Linked DNA regions of Mus musculus: region 1 is linked to region 2. The links are chromatin contacts, called in public Hi-C maps. All regions are on one chromosome and are shown on one strand. The core of a region is the stretch at or near the end of the contact, and the rest is flanking DNA. Distances in the headings are between cores, read along the strand shown.

What was found. Hi-C and Micro-C count contacts between places; a contact is called where the count stands out from the background.
Region 1: a contact with region 2 is called in a Hi-C map of forebrain, with 2.9 times the contacts expected there. The contact joins the enhancer-like site here to the promoter of Plppr1 in region 2. A contact is called at or near these places in 6 of 484 Hi-C or Micro-C datasets (cerebral cortex, cortical neurons, forebrain and 2 more), 2 of 115 datasets of contacts at active chromatin or transcription factors (embryonic forebrain and forebrain) and 1 of 9 other capture datasets (pancreatic islet).

Annotation. Positions count from the first base shown.
Region 1 is chr4:49,209,321-49,216,827 of GRCm38.p6, forward strand. All of the region lies in intron 2 of Plppr1 (phospholipid phosphatase related 1), which reads left to right. Among named protein-coding and RNA genes, the nearest start is that of Gm32657, 33 kb to the right of the region's middle. Within about 2 kb of position 3,696, at least 10 of the 459 cell types and tissues checked have an H3K27ac peak or open chromatin away from gene starts, as enhancers often do. A contact at or near this core is called in cortical neurons and forebrain, where this site is marked.
Region 2 is chr4:49,054,436-49,061,376 of GRCm38.p6, forward strand. Plppr1 (phospholipid phosphatase related 1) reads left to right here and starts at 5,027. Exons shown (of 8, transcript NM_178756.4): 1 at 5,027-5,182.

The sequences.
Region 1 (7,507 bases), core at 2,446-4,945, 150 kb after region 2:
GGTATCATCCTCAGATGGGTAAGCACATTAATGCCGTTTCTCCAATGGCAGCCTGTCTAGCTCCTTCTGATGCTATGAATGCAGGGAGGAAGCTTCCAGCTCAAGTGTAGACTGAATTCCATAAGCCTTGCCTGCAGGGTGTGTTGTATCTTCAGCAAAATGATCTTACTATTACTGGTGAATAGCCAAGGCAATTGACAAGAGTGTTGTTTTGTGGGTCTCTATGATGAATGACTACTGAGGAGGGATCTAACACCCTCCTCAGGATTCCAGAGAGCCATGGTTTCACCTTCTTGCACCTTCTTTTTTAAATCTGAAAACTTTGGTAGATTTTTTTTAAAAATGTATTTTATTCACTTTACATCCCAATATCAGCCCCCCCTCTCCTTCACATACCCCCTCATGCAGATCCTCTCTCCATTCCTCCTCCTTTGAGAGGGTAAAGCCTCCTCTGGGTATCACACACACACACACACACACACACACACACACACACACACTGCTCTCCCGTTCTGAGCACATCAAATTACTGTAGGACTAGGCGCATCCTCTCCCACTGAGGTCAGACAAGGTAGCCCAGTTAGGGGAATGGGATCATGGGATCTACAAGAAGGCAGGCAACAGATTCAGGGACAGCTCCTATTCCAGTTATTCGGGGATTCACATGAAGACCAAGCTGCACATCTTCTATGTATGTGCAGGGGGATAGGTCTAGCCCATGACTGCCCTCTGAAAGATCCAACAAGCAAGCTCTTTGGTTGGTGGTTCTGTTTCTGGGAGCATCTAGCACATTTCTTTATACCTATATGTTTTAATTACAAGGAGATAGGTTTCCTTTGGCTATTTCATACACCCTTCATCTCAGTTAACCCTCCCTCCACTTATATACCCCTTCCCAACTTAGACATTTCCTTTGCAATGTTCTCCTCTTTCCTTTCATATCACATTTACTCTACTGTCTGCCTCCATTAAGCTAAACACAGAGATCTAAAGAATGAAGCAAGGGTCCTGATCTGAGAGACAACATGTGGTGTTTATCTTCCTATGCCTGGATTACATCAACCTATTTTTTTCTAGTTCCATCTATTTTCCTGCAAAATCCATATTTCTGTCTTTTTTTATATCTTGAGAAAATTTCACTGTTTGTATGTAACACATTTTAATTATCCATTCATCAGCTGGTGGAAATCTATGCTATTTCTATTTTCTAGGTGTTGTTTGAAGGCTATACAGACCTTTGGGTAAATAACCAAGAGAGGTATAGCTTGGACATACAGTAGTTCTAGCTTTTTGAGGAAGCACCACACAGATTTCAATACTGCCTACATAGTGATCCTCCCACCCACAGTGAATAAGAGTTCCTTTTTCCCCACATCCATGCCAGCATCTGTTGTCACTTGAGACATACTATTCTGACTGGGGTGAGATGGGAACTCAAAATAGTTTTAATTTTTAGTTTATCCTTTAGCAGGTTTTTCAGAAGTCATAACTCATAAATACTTGTTTAAAGTTGACTTCGTATTGTGATAACTGAGGAATGGTAACTTTACTTGGCATGAAGTCTCCATGGGTACAACAGTCAGCTCTATTCTGCTCCCTTTTACTCCCTGATAGAATTGTTACTGCTGCAAACTCCTCCAGCATTAACTCTTCACAACAGGTGATGCACTCTTTCTTTTCAGTTGATTGTAATATTTGCCCCCCTTCCCTAGAAGTGCTTCGGTTCCTAAGTGCTAATTTCTCCTATAATTTATTTTGCATTATCAATATAAATGACATTTAGATAGCTTGTCCTGATTAAAATGTTCCCTTGTAGAGGGAGGAGGAGGACTCCTAAGACTCAATAAAAAACAAAAATTACGAGTCTTAGGAAGTTCTTGAAATGTAACAAGGTTCAAAAGGTCCCTCTTCAAGATTAGAAAGCCAGTAAAACAATTCCTGGGAGGAGGCTGTCCTGATAGCTGACATAGATCTTGCAGAGAGTTTCAAGGATACAGGTTTTGTGAGTCCTCATCAGCACCTGAGTAGGCATTTTCAGTGATTCAGCTGCCTATGCTTGAAAGTGACCCCAATAAAGTCACCGGCTCCCTAGGTTAGAATAGAGTAGAATCATTTCTTTCATCTGCCATTGATATCCTCTCTAGGTAAACAGATGTCTGTTCCTGCCCTCCCCGAGCAAAAGACACACAGCAATGAACATCCAAATAATATTCCATTTTCTTTTCACTGTAACAACTTTCTGATGTATTATATACCTTTCTACTTCTTTCTATACTCTTTCTGTTCATTCATCTCATTTCTACTTAATTTCTAAAAATTCTGTGCATTTTTTGCTTTAGTCTTCCTACTTTATAGTGTTATTTCATTGCTTTTGCCTTTCTTGCGTGTCTTTCATTGTACCACATGCATTTTACGTACTCTCAGAATAAGGTGATTAGTCATCTTATTTGTTGTGTCTGCCACCGTGTGGCGCTCAGTGGATAGATTCTTTTAGGATTCATGTGGGTGTTAGGTTTTGGGAGTAACGCTTTGGAGGGATTTTGAATGACTATAACTCTTGCACTTTGGTTTTATTATTGGAGCCCCAACTCCCATGGCCCCAAAGTCAGAGCATTTTTCTCCCTGTGTTCTTCTTATGCTAGCAGTGTCTTTGTTCTTGAGAGCGAAGAGCGACTTTTCAGGAATACTGGCTTTTACACAGGTGTTGTCCTTCCAAAACAAGTCCTCCTGTCCTATATTGTGGACACTAAGGTCCAAACCCCAATACTGAGATTGATCTGTAACTCTTTCTCTACACTCACCTGGGCCCACCGGGGCTTGTGTCTATGCATCACCACCATGGGCCCACTGGGGCTTGTGTCTATGCATCACCACCAGCGTTTCTAGTACCTTTTCTGTTTCAGTTTAACCTGTGAATTCAACAGAAAGAGAGAGAAAGAGGGAAGGAAGGGAGAGAAGAAGGAAGGGAGAGAGGAAGGGAGGGAAGAAAGAAGGGAGGGAGGGAGGGAGGGAGGGAGGGAAGGAGGGAGGGAGAGAGGAAGAAAGAGGAGAGGAGAGAATGAGAGAAAGGTATGTGTTTTGTACTAGGTTTTTCCATTACCTTTTTCCATCAATTTATTAACTCAAGAAAATATTAATGTCTACAGTTTCCCTGAGGCACTAGGTGATTGCCTTTTCTAAATGGTTTTCATGTAACTAAGCTTCTTCTGTAACTTGGCGCTTATAAAACTCCTTGTAAGGCAGGATTTCGTAGCCCTGCTGAGATGAATACAAGGCAAGGATGAGAGACACCTGTTGCCCAGTGTTGAACTCTCAAGTGCATTTTCTTCGCTACTTTTATATAAGCATAGACTGGGTATGTTTGTTTTATTCCTGGAAGTTGGTGAGGAGAATAGCCATGAACCAACACCCCTAATTCAAATTTCCCAGAGAAGCAGGAACTTGCTTTGGACTCACTTGGAAGAGGTGGCAGTGAGCTGCCTGGTGAGGCGCTGAGCCGCACATATCGTCTTGTGGCCATGACAGTCAGGAGCAGCATTACCCTGGGCATTTCTGGAATTGTACAAAAATGAGAGGGGTCAGTGCTTATAGATTACAAAAGCGCATGTAGAAAATAATGACCGGACCAAAAGGAAGGGCAGAGCGTTGGGAGGAAAGCAGATAGGTTAAGACGCAAGCAATGCTGGGCAGACAGAATGAATCCTTTGTCTCCTCCCAGCGCCAGCAGGTTCTGTCTCTGACACTGAAATCTTAACATGTGGATAAGGATCTGAGGGTCTGGAACGGAAGGGTTTTAGCACAATCAGAGAAAAATCCATGTGGTATTTCAGACCAATAGACTTTAGCTTTTCACTGATCTAATTGCAGTAGAAAAAGCAAAAAGTAGCAAATGTTTGTCTGGACAGAGGCCAGAGAAATCAGATGGAATAGGAGAAAAATTCATTTTTAACAGGAGGCATGGCTCTCTCAGCTTTGTTTCTGCATCTTACAGTTAGGAATATCTTGGAGGGATCAAGACACAGGACTGAGAGTCTAACAGTTAGAGGAAAATTAAAACAGTGCCAAAGGACTCAGGAGTCTTTCTGTGTTTTTTTGTACACTCCCTCCTTTCTGCATCCTGCTGTCTCCATCTTGCCTTTTCTTTATCTGTTATTTCAGCAACGCATTTCATGCTTGAGAATCTATAGAGAGAGCATTTCCCTAAGGAAAGACTCATAAATTGGTGTCTCAGGAGTCTGAACAAAAATAATGTGTGTTGTTTGTGGTATCCCATGCTCCCTTGCAAAATTAGACATTTTCCCCCCAAAATGCTTAATAGTAACTATCTGTTTTGGACAAATGTCTCCACATACAAATAGATTTCTCTAAGGACAATTTTATTGTATCCTCTGTAAAATCGTTACTAAACTGCACCTTCAAATCTCTTTCAAATGTATTTGTGCTAAGACCAACTCTATGTGGAGCTGTGCTTCCTCAGAAGAGACTGGGGGCTGGAAACCTTTCCATAATGTATGCAGCAGAGGCTTGACATGTATGCATGAGCCAGGGTTAGTTTTCTCATTTTGGTGGTTGACTGTACTTGCAAGTTTTATTGCCCGTGTTTGACAATTCATTCCTCTCAGATTGAACCTATCAGATGATGATGATAAATCATATCCTGGAGATAAATAAATAATACAATGTTTGCCAAGAACTTGATTTTGATTTCCTTAGGGTGGAAGGGAAGTAACCGTGCATCACTCTTTGGGCATTGAATGCCATCTGTGTCCGTTGCCTTAAGTGTCTCTGATTTGGGAAGAAGGATGTCTCTGTACCTGCATTTCTAACCTGAGCTTGCAGCTTCTTAGATTAAGTCATTTTACCTGTTTGTATATGAGCCTCACATTTTGATTCTTTCAGATTTGTATACCTAATTCATATTGAAAGTTTTGTCTCCAGTTTTTAAATAAATAAATAATAGTGAAATAAATAAATAAAATAATAAACTGGTTTCTGCTTATAGAAAAATATCAGAATCTTATTGTCTTCTAAAATGAAATGGAAAATATATAAGTTGTTATGAAGCTTTCTGGACTCAAGTCCTGGCTCTATTGTTTGTTGCCGATACAAACTTGTTTGTCCTTTAAGATTTCAGTTACTTTGTTAAACAGAAAGAAATAGGAATGCATCATGAGAGCTTTTGAAAAATTAATGAGGTGAGGCACCCGAGCATTCTTGCTGAGTAACACATGCTTGACAAGAATAATTTTAAAGTAACAGTTTTGGCACAAAGATGAAAGTAAGCCAATTATACACTTGTGCCTGTGTGTACTTGCATAGACACACACACACACACACACACACACACACACACACACACACCAAAAACCGACAGAAGAGACAGCCTCTGGGTAGTTTAATCCTGCTATATGTGAATTTTGGGGGCTTACATGATTTTAGGAAGAAACTTTACTAGATAGCAGAACAATGAATTTATATGGCTTTTAAATTACAGTGGCAAATATTAATGATAAAATTTTTTGCCTATACTTTTCTGGACAAACATCACTTAATGGTGTTTTTGGTGCAATCAATATTCAGTTGTCCATTTTGGTAAGTATCATGGTCCCCAGGCTAGTTTTAAAGGCAGAACTCCATTCTTGGTTTTTGATTTTCTGAGGGAGTGAGTGAGACTCCTTTAGAATGGGTCCAGGTCCCAGTTAAAACAAGATCTCACAAAATAAGAGAAGTGAGGACCAGCAAGATGATCTTGTCCTGAATGCCAAGGGACCAGGAGCTGAGGAAACCAACTGGGAGTGAGTTTGATCAAAGACGTGGGGTTGGGAATCTGGTTTCCTACATCCCCATGCTGCCTTCTCTGATCACCTCAATGGTTAGTTCTCCTTCCTGCAACTCTTGGGAGAAGTACGTGCTTCTATGAAGTACAACAAACAAACAACAACAACAACAACAAAATCAAACAAACAAACAACCCTCAACCTCAGAAGTAAGAAAGAGGAGACTGGGAAAGGGATGAGCAGAGTAAGAGTGTCTGTGCTCTCGTGAGCATGTTAATGAAATGAATTAATTATAATGAAATCTCTTCCTTTCAGAGATCTCAGCCCCTTCCCATCCACAGATACTGATATTCTATCATCAAATACATCATATTTCCTTAAAACTGTATGCTTAAAACATTAGTAGAACAATATTTATGATCCTATATAAAAGAAATTTGTCTTCACATGTTAACTTCCAAAAGAAAAATCTGAAGAACAAAGAAGAAACTGACTGGCCCAAGGCAACACAGCTTCCGACATTAAAGTTTGGAGCTTTACAATATAAAGTATTCTTTTCTTTCACTGTGTATATATAGCTATCACTATTACAGTGAACTGCTGAACTTTGTCCAGTGGAGAACCAGTTAAATTATTGGTTCTCAGCCTCTGGGCCATGATTCCATATTGGTTACATATTGGATATTCTGTATATCAAATATTTACTTTATAATTCATAATAGTTTCAACATTACAATTATGAGGTCACAATGAAATAATTTTATGGTTGTGATCACCACAACATGAGGAGCTGTGTTAAAGAGTTGCAGCATTAGGAAGATTGAGAAGCAGTGGATTAGAGAGAAGTTCTTGTTTATGTCTTCAGGGACCAGAAGGAAGACACATTGAACTGTGGAAGTGTGAACTTCCTTTCCTAGAATCTGTCTTCCTTGAAGACCCTAAAAAACATTTTTACATTTTGATCAAGATAGATTTCAACTCCCTAAAGCTCTTTGCAAAATCCTTTGACTTGATGGAGACTTACATTGACTAGTGAGACTCAGAAAATACTCTGAGCTCTTGGTATTAGATGACATTTTTTTCTAAAAAGATTTGCTTGCTTTTATTTTTATGTGTATGAGTGTCTGTACACCGCATGTATGCTTGGTGCCCACAGAAGTAAAAAGAGGGCATCACTTCCTCTGGAACTGGGATTACAGACTGTTATGAGTTGCCATGTGGGTGCTAAGACCTGAGCCATCTTTCCTAGTTCCAATATAACACTGTTTGTAAAAATGCATTTTGAATGAATTCAACTAGACTTTTATACAGTAAAAATATAATCAGCAAAGTCTTCATAATTTAGCTGTACAGAACTTCAGCATTTTGACATTATTTGGCTTGGATTTCATCATCATCATCATCATAGGACTTGCCTGATGCAGTCAAAGCTCCTTTGTATTCTTTCTTATAGGATTTCATTTCCCTCTTTGCCCGTTCAGAATTCACTACCAATCTAAGTTTGGTGAATACAGTTTTGTAACATGTAAATATTTTGTACATATGCATTAGTGTACATTGTGCCTTAATATGTCAAAATACTGAAAACAATTATAGCTGCACTGTTGAAGCATCTAAAGAACATAGTACATATAATTATAACTGTATAAAAGATTAGACAATGTACACAAATTGTCTCCCAAGTTATTAATTCTTGCTGTATAGAATAGATTCTGCCACTGTAACTCGCT
Region 2 (6,941 bases), core at 3,777-6,276:
GCTTTTATTAAAGAAAAATATTCTGGAGTATAGACATCCCCATTCTTTCATACATTGTCAGTGGCTAAAGAGTTAAGTACTTCTGACAGACACCATATGGCCTACAAGGCATAAAGTGTGTACTTACTGGTCGGTTAATCTCTGGACTAGACTACTATGAAGTGATGATTGAGCAATTTATTTCAGCAGTCTAAATTTAAACATTAAAAATGATGGTTTAAACAAACAAACAAACAAACCAAAAAACCAAAGCCACCAAGACCATTGAGAATAAACCAGTCCAGGCTGGCAGCAGGGGCCAGAATGAAAAAGAATAGGTGGATTTTCTATCTGCCCATTCTGACGCAGTAAGGAAATGCTAACAGTGGGCAGAGATGGAGACCTTGGAGGGCACTTTCGGTCTGGAAGTGTAGGACATATGAAGTACTGACCCAAAATACAAAGCACAGGAGATGGAGAAGCCCAGGTATTAGAGCACAAGTATGAAATATGTCTTAGTTTCTTTCTCACTGCTTTGATAAGACACCATGATCAAAGCAGCTCATAGAACAAAGAGTTTATTTGGGGCTTAGGGTTAGAATCAAAATCATCCTATCAGGCAGCATGGCAGTAGACAAATGAGCATGCCTCCAGAACAGTAGCAAAGAGAGCAGCAGGCGAGAGACATCTGGATCCACAATCAAGAAGAATCAGAGAGTGCACTGGGGATGGTAGGAGGCTTCAGGAGTCTTGAATGCTGCCCCTTGACACACCGTATCTAATGAGGTCACATCTCCATATTCTTCCCAAACAGTTCCACCAACTGGGACCACGTAAGTATTCAAACATACAAGCCTATGAGGATCATTCTCTTTCAAACACTGTAAGGGTGGTTGAGATCACTCAAGACAGGTGAGAAAAGTCTATGAATATGAGAAATGCACTGGAAATTTATGTCAATCAGTGTCTTCTTAAGAAACACAGTTATTCTAAGATTAAGACTAAATTAAGATAATCTGAGGAGTGACCATGCTTGTCCATGTGGTTAACAGAATGTGGCAGAATTCATGGTCTGTTCCTTCATCAAGTAGGATACAAAGAACCTAAGCTTCTCTCTTTATATCTTCTTCATTTTTCATATCAGCCTCAGAAAATTCTTGTTAGATATATGGCAGGGAAAAGATAAATATATCATCGCTCACCTGATCATCTCAGTCCTTTCCATGGCTTATATGGAAGTCATAGTTCCAATGCTCCCACAACACCCTAACTCTTATCCATAATAATAAAACCAATTTCATACTTTTATGAGTAATGATTTAGAAAGGCTAGAGTGAGATTCTGAGTATGGTCCTTCTCTGGTTATAATTACAATTTTGAAGAAGAAAAAACAACTAATGACAATTTTATTCTTTTGAGTGGAGGCACTAGAAAATAATTCTGGTGGGCTAGTTGTCTAGCATGATTCTGTCTCTCAAACTATCAGACATTTTGAGCCCAAACTTACTCTCTTTGTGAATTAGAAGAAAACCTTAGAATGGGCTTGATTTATCTGTTTCCAAAGAAATAGAAACTGTCTTCAGAAACCTGCTTTGCCTTTCTCATTTCAACTTCCATTTTTAGACAATTGCACAAAAGATTTTAAAAGCAGAACCTACCAACTTCACGATCTATAAAAGTACCAAGTATCAGTGTGTTCAGAAGTCTGTTTCAAAGAAAACATTTTATCAGCATATGTTAATTTGTGAGTTCGTATTTATCACTCACCCTTTAAACATTTACTGAATATATCCCACTTGCAGCAGAAGAACAAAAACTCTTTATTTGAGTGACTCATAACTGACCTGTCTGAAGGAAAGATAAACAAAAGCAGACATGCAGTGTTAAATTACTTATTATATACTCGAAGGATCATGGGGATAATTTTGCCATAGTTCTGTCAGCAAAAATCTTTATTACTACTATAGATCTTATACTCAGGAGTAAGACATCTGATAGGCAAACTTAGATGGGAAGAAAATATGTCGTCTAGTAGCAGGTGAGTGGGTAGTGAAAATATACACATGCACTGCGTGCTTTTATTCAACCGTAAAGGAAGAGGAATTCGTGAAGTTTGCAGAAAGATGGATGCAACTGGAAGCATTATTTGAGCTAACACGGGCTCAGAGAGACCAGTACCATATGTTCTCTCCCATGCGGATCCTTGCCGCTAGCTATTGAGTTTGTGTATCCAGAAGGGAGTAAATATAGGTAAAGGCAGGAAACTAGAAAGGGGCCCACGTGACTTCGAAGAAGGACACTTTAAAGGAGTTGGGGTGGGGCTAGTAACAGAGTAAGGTGGAGCAGGGAATGCGGGTGTGTGTGAGAAGATACAGTGGGGAAAGTGGGGGTAAGATGAAGGACGGGTATGTGTCTGGGAGTAATCATCCAAAATGAAATGTGCCTGGAAACCGCATATGAAACCCTACTTAGCTAAGCTAATGTCAAATGTAAAGATAAATATTTTTCAAAGTTGATTGCCAAGGAAAGTGCCAGTCGGGTGGGGGGGGTGGACCTCTATTCATACGATGAGAAATAAGGGGTGCACATGCTTGCTTGAAGACACGCCTGTCTCACCGTTATGTCCATACATGAGCAGAAAGGTGAGGCTAGAATTAGTTACTATTTGCAAGGCCACGTGTCTTCATAGTATTCTTTTTACTACATGGATTTAAATACATTAGGGTGATGCGTGCGTGGGTGATAGAAGAAGCCAGAAGGGAAAATTGGGAAGCTTTGGTTTTCAACTTTTTCACTTGCACTCTCTTAGAAAAGAAAATCTCAGCTTAAAACAAAATTCAGGGTAATGAAAACGTTAACCAAAACACTGAGAGCCGCAGTTTGCAGAGAGCCATGCAAGCTAGGAAGTGTTATATGCTTTGTGTACATCGTGTCCCCCCTGAATTTTCCCCACTCCCCACATAGGAAGGTTTTATTCTTGAACTGTCCATTCATAGTTCTATAGTAGATGCAGTATAGAGGGATTCCACTTGATTCGCAGTTCCACACATGAAAGGTTCTCTTCACCTTTGACCTTGAAGCTACTTGACACTTTCAGATGGTGAAGTGGGGCCCGGGGAGATGGCTCAGCAGGTTATGGTGTCCACAATTAAACACCACAAACTTAGTTTGATTCTCAGGATCCATATATTGTGGAGGGTAAGGATTGGCTTTTGCAAGTTGTTCTCTGACCCTGCTAATATGAGAACCTTGAAATTCCTGTAAACATTGTTGATTGTTCTAAAGGGAATGTGTGTGTGTGCGCGCGCGTGCAGATCTCTCTTAGATATTTCTAAATACTGTAATAGCAAAACATTAAAAAAATAAAAACAGTCATGGTTAGGAGCCCCAAATATATGTCAGAGGTTTCATTGGAGACCCTGATCTTCCTCCTGGGTGGATGGAAATCCAACGTTACTGTTCTTTAAGCAAAGGACTCAGCTTTATTCTCAATGAGGGGGAAGGTATTGCCACCTGCCACACTTCCTGGGCAGCACTCTTTCTAAGAACCTCCTATCCTGGTGTTCTTAGTTCCCCCCCCCCGCCCCTTCCTGAACTTTGCTTTTGTTTGTGGTATTTAGACATGCTGTTTTCTCTCCTCTGTGTGTGTCCTAGGATTTGATCTAATTGTCTGCTGTTCAAGTGTCACTCAGCATTATTATTGAGAAGACAAATGGGACACAGGTCAGAGTTCATCAAGAAGGCATCTGCTTGCTAGAAGTGCACAGTGGAAGCCCTCCGAAGTGATCTTTAAGGAAAGCTTGGAAAACATTTGCCAGAGAGGGCCATCTTCTGTGCTTCTTCCTTGGAGGGATAAAAAAAAAAAACAAGTGAGTGCAAGGGAGTTCCAGAAAGTCCCCTGTTTGGGATGTCTTTTTCTAAAGTAGGGAAGCAAATGGGGTTATGTGTGCTGCTGCTGTTTGATTAAACTGTGAGAAGAAAATGGACGCTTGTTGGTGCACAAACATCGCTGAGAAAGTTTCCACTCCACTTGCTGAGTCTCTCACCTGCCAATGTCCAGTGGCTTCAGGTTACTGTGCCTTTACAGGCTCAAGTTCTCTTACTGGACTTTCTTAAGCTAACAGTTGTTCTTCCACTTAGCAGAGGGGCCAGAAGCCTCAACCTATGAGAGCCCACAATTGCTTTGGCACTGGAGACAAGCGGGGCAATGGCTGCATTGTTCTTTTTGCCCTCTTGAGTAGGCAACTGTCTTCTCCATCGGATCTTGACACGGAACAAGGCTGAATCCAGGGTCCTTGGAGAGTCACCTTCCTTCCGCTACCCTTTATGTGCCTTTCTGCCCTGAAGCCGTTAAAGCTGTTTGGACTGGACGACTCTGGACTGCCTGCCCTTACTCCTTGCTAAACACAGACTGGAAGTTGGGGGAAGAAGGAAACCCAAGTCAGAAAGCTCATTTTAGTCCAGGTGCCACCTGCAGCCCGGGTTTCCTTGTGGACTTCTCTGCATATATCATGCTTTGGCCTCAGAGATTGCTTGAGAAAGCACTAAAAATATCCAAGGCAAGAAAAACGCAGCGCTACCAAAGACTGGCAAGCAGAAGCGGCTCCTAGGTGGGTGGGGATCCTGCCACTGGCTTCCAGAGCGCGGGAGCCCTGGCGTCTCTGCTCAGGGAGCACCTAGGTAGCGGGATTCCCGGGCTGCCTTCCAGGAACCCCGCAGAGTCTCCGGTACTCCCTGGGGCACAACCCTGCAAGCTTCATGCTTCAGCTCTTGAGAGAGAGCAAGCTCGGTGCCCCTCTCTGAGCATGCGCGGTCCTCTCCCCGCCTCTACGCCCCCCCACGCCCCCTCCCCGCCGGCCTTTTGCTCCTTCCCTTTCATTAAACAAACGGGAGGTCCCAAAACCTGGACCCAACGACAAGAGGAGGCAGCAGAGGAGGCTTAGCAAGGGATGGTCGCCGAGGGGAATCTGTGATCCCGCGCACTCCCGCCCCCACCCCGCCCACGAGCGCACACACACACACACACCGCACAAACACACACACTCGCATACGCCCGTGCCGCGCGCTCGCCCGCTCGCTCTCCCACGCAAGCGGAATGCAGCAGCGCCTGAGGAGCTCGTCTGCAGCCGCTGCCTGAATGCACCTCGCCGCCTGCAGTCCGTCCGCCCAATAGGGCGCAAGGAAGGAAGCTTGGCCGCCAAAGGTGAGTGTGGTGCCCGGGGCACAGCTGAGGCTGGACATACTGGGGCGAAGGGGGCAGGTTTCCGACTGGACGAAGCGACTCAGGTGGCCCACGCCTGGCTTGCCGGTTGCAAGGTGCAGATGAAGGTAATGCCCTGGTTGTTCCGAGGAGGAGAGCGCGATCCCATCCCAGCGAGGATCTCGGCTCCTGCGAGGTGCCAGATGGACCCAGAAGAAAGCTACCCCGTCCAGGCTCGTAAACTTTCCTCTCCTGTCATTTGGAAAACGTGGAGACAAAGGGGGCGTGGAGGCGCTCTCTCGGTCCGGTTCCGCCCTTCAGACTGCATTGGGTCGAGATACCCAGCAGGGTTGCAGGGGTGGGCGTGGGGATCCGGAGACCTTTCCAGTAGCTGTTGTCAAACCCACCGCCCCAGCAGGGGTTGAGATTTCTCAGCCCCTAGCTGTAAGCGTTGCCATTGATTTTGCCTCAGGCGTGGGCACCTGCCAGAGATTCTCTTTCCTGAGCTCCAGGCGCATAGTAACAGTGTCACCTGGAGAATTAGGATGGCCAAGGGCTTTCTTGTCGACTTCGACGGTGACCGAGTTTCTAGGGTGAGGCTCGGGTCAGTGCAGGATGAGTGATGAGTTATTGAAAGGCTTGGAGTAATCACCTCCTAGAAACGCCGGGCCCCAGGGTCTCTGCTCCCGGGAGAAGGCGCTGTCTTCACAAACACCACTGCAGCAGATCTGGGAGCTGGGCTGAGACAGCTGTGTGGCAGCGGTGTCAAGCGAATCTGGGAATTTATTTTTGCCCTGGATTTTGTGGCACACACGTGTGGACTACGTGTAGGATTCTGGGCTGTTATTTGTCTTTGTGGGGATACAGGTTTTTTTTTTTGCTTTCAACCTATTCTGTGGAGATTCTTTGCCACCTGCCACCTAGTTATCTAGTTATTTCCCTACCTATTTCTCTTCTGCACCAGGGAAAAGGTCCTGAGAACAGAATTTCCATTTGAAAAGCCAGTCCCCGCTGAGATGAACTCTGAGCAAGGGTCTCTTGCGACTGGGGGAAGCCTGGAATCTAAGGGCCCTTTGAGGTAGCCAACACTGGGTCAGCAGGTGAGGCCAGACAAAGAGGAATAGAAGAGGGGCAAACGAGAGGCATTTAAAGAGGTGTGAACAGACAGCCAATTAAGGCAGGATGAGGGCCAGTGGCAGGCACTGTAAGGCGTTCACTGATTCCATTCTCCTTTCTGGGGCTGTGGTTGGCAGTCCCTGTTCATGGAGTGGGATCTACTTTGGAGGTGCCCAGGTTGTTGCATCTGGACCACAAAAGACTTGGTCTTCCCAAACTTGCCTTTACTATACAAACAAGTTTGGGTTTTTAGGTATAGAAAGTAAATGTGTTCACGTTTCTCCATCCTGCCGTGTTTGTGACTGGAAGGTTGGGTGGATGCACGTGGGTACAGTTTTTGTCTCTTCTATAAGCTAGAGTCTGGTGTTGAAGCGAAGCTGGTGCTGGCAGAAGAAATGCTGGAGGCCGGGATCCAGTATTAGTGACTGGACCATATAGCCATGGGGCCTTCTCTCAGACCTTCAGGTGGCAATGATTTTGCTTTGATAACTTTAGGACTGAAATGTGAGACACTGTGACATATATGAGCTTCACTAACAAAGTTCACATGAGAGACCTTGTTTTGCCGGGTGAGGCTTGGAAGAGGAAAGGAAAAATATAGAGGGGCAGGGGTGGGTTGATCAAGGGAAACAGAGGACTGAAAAAG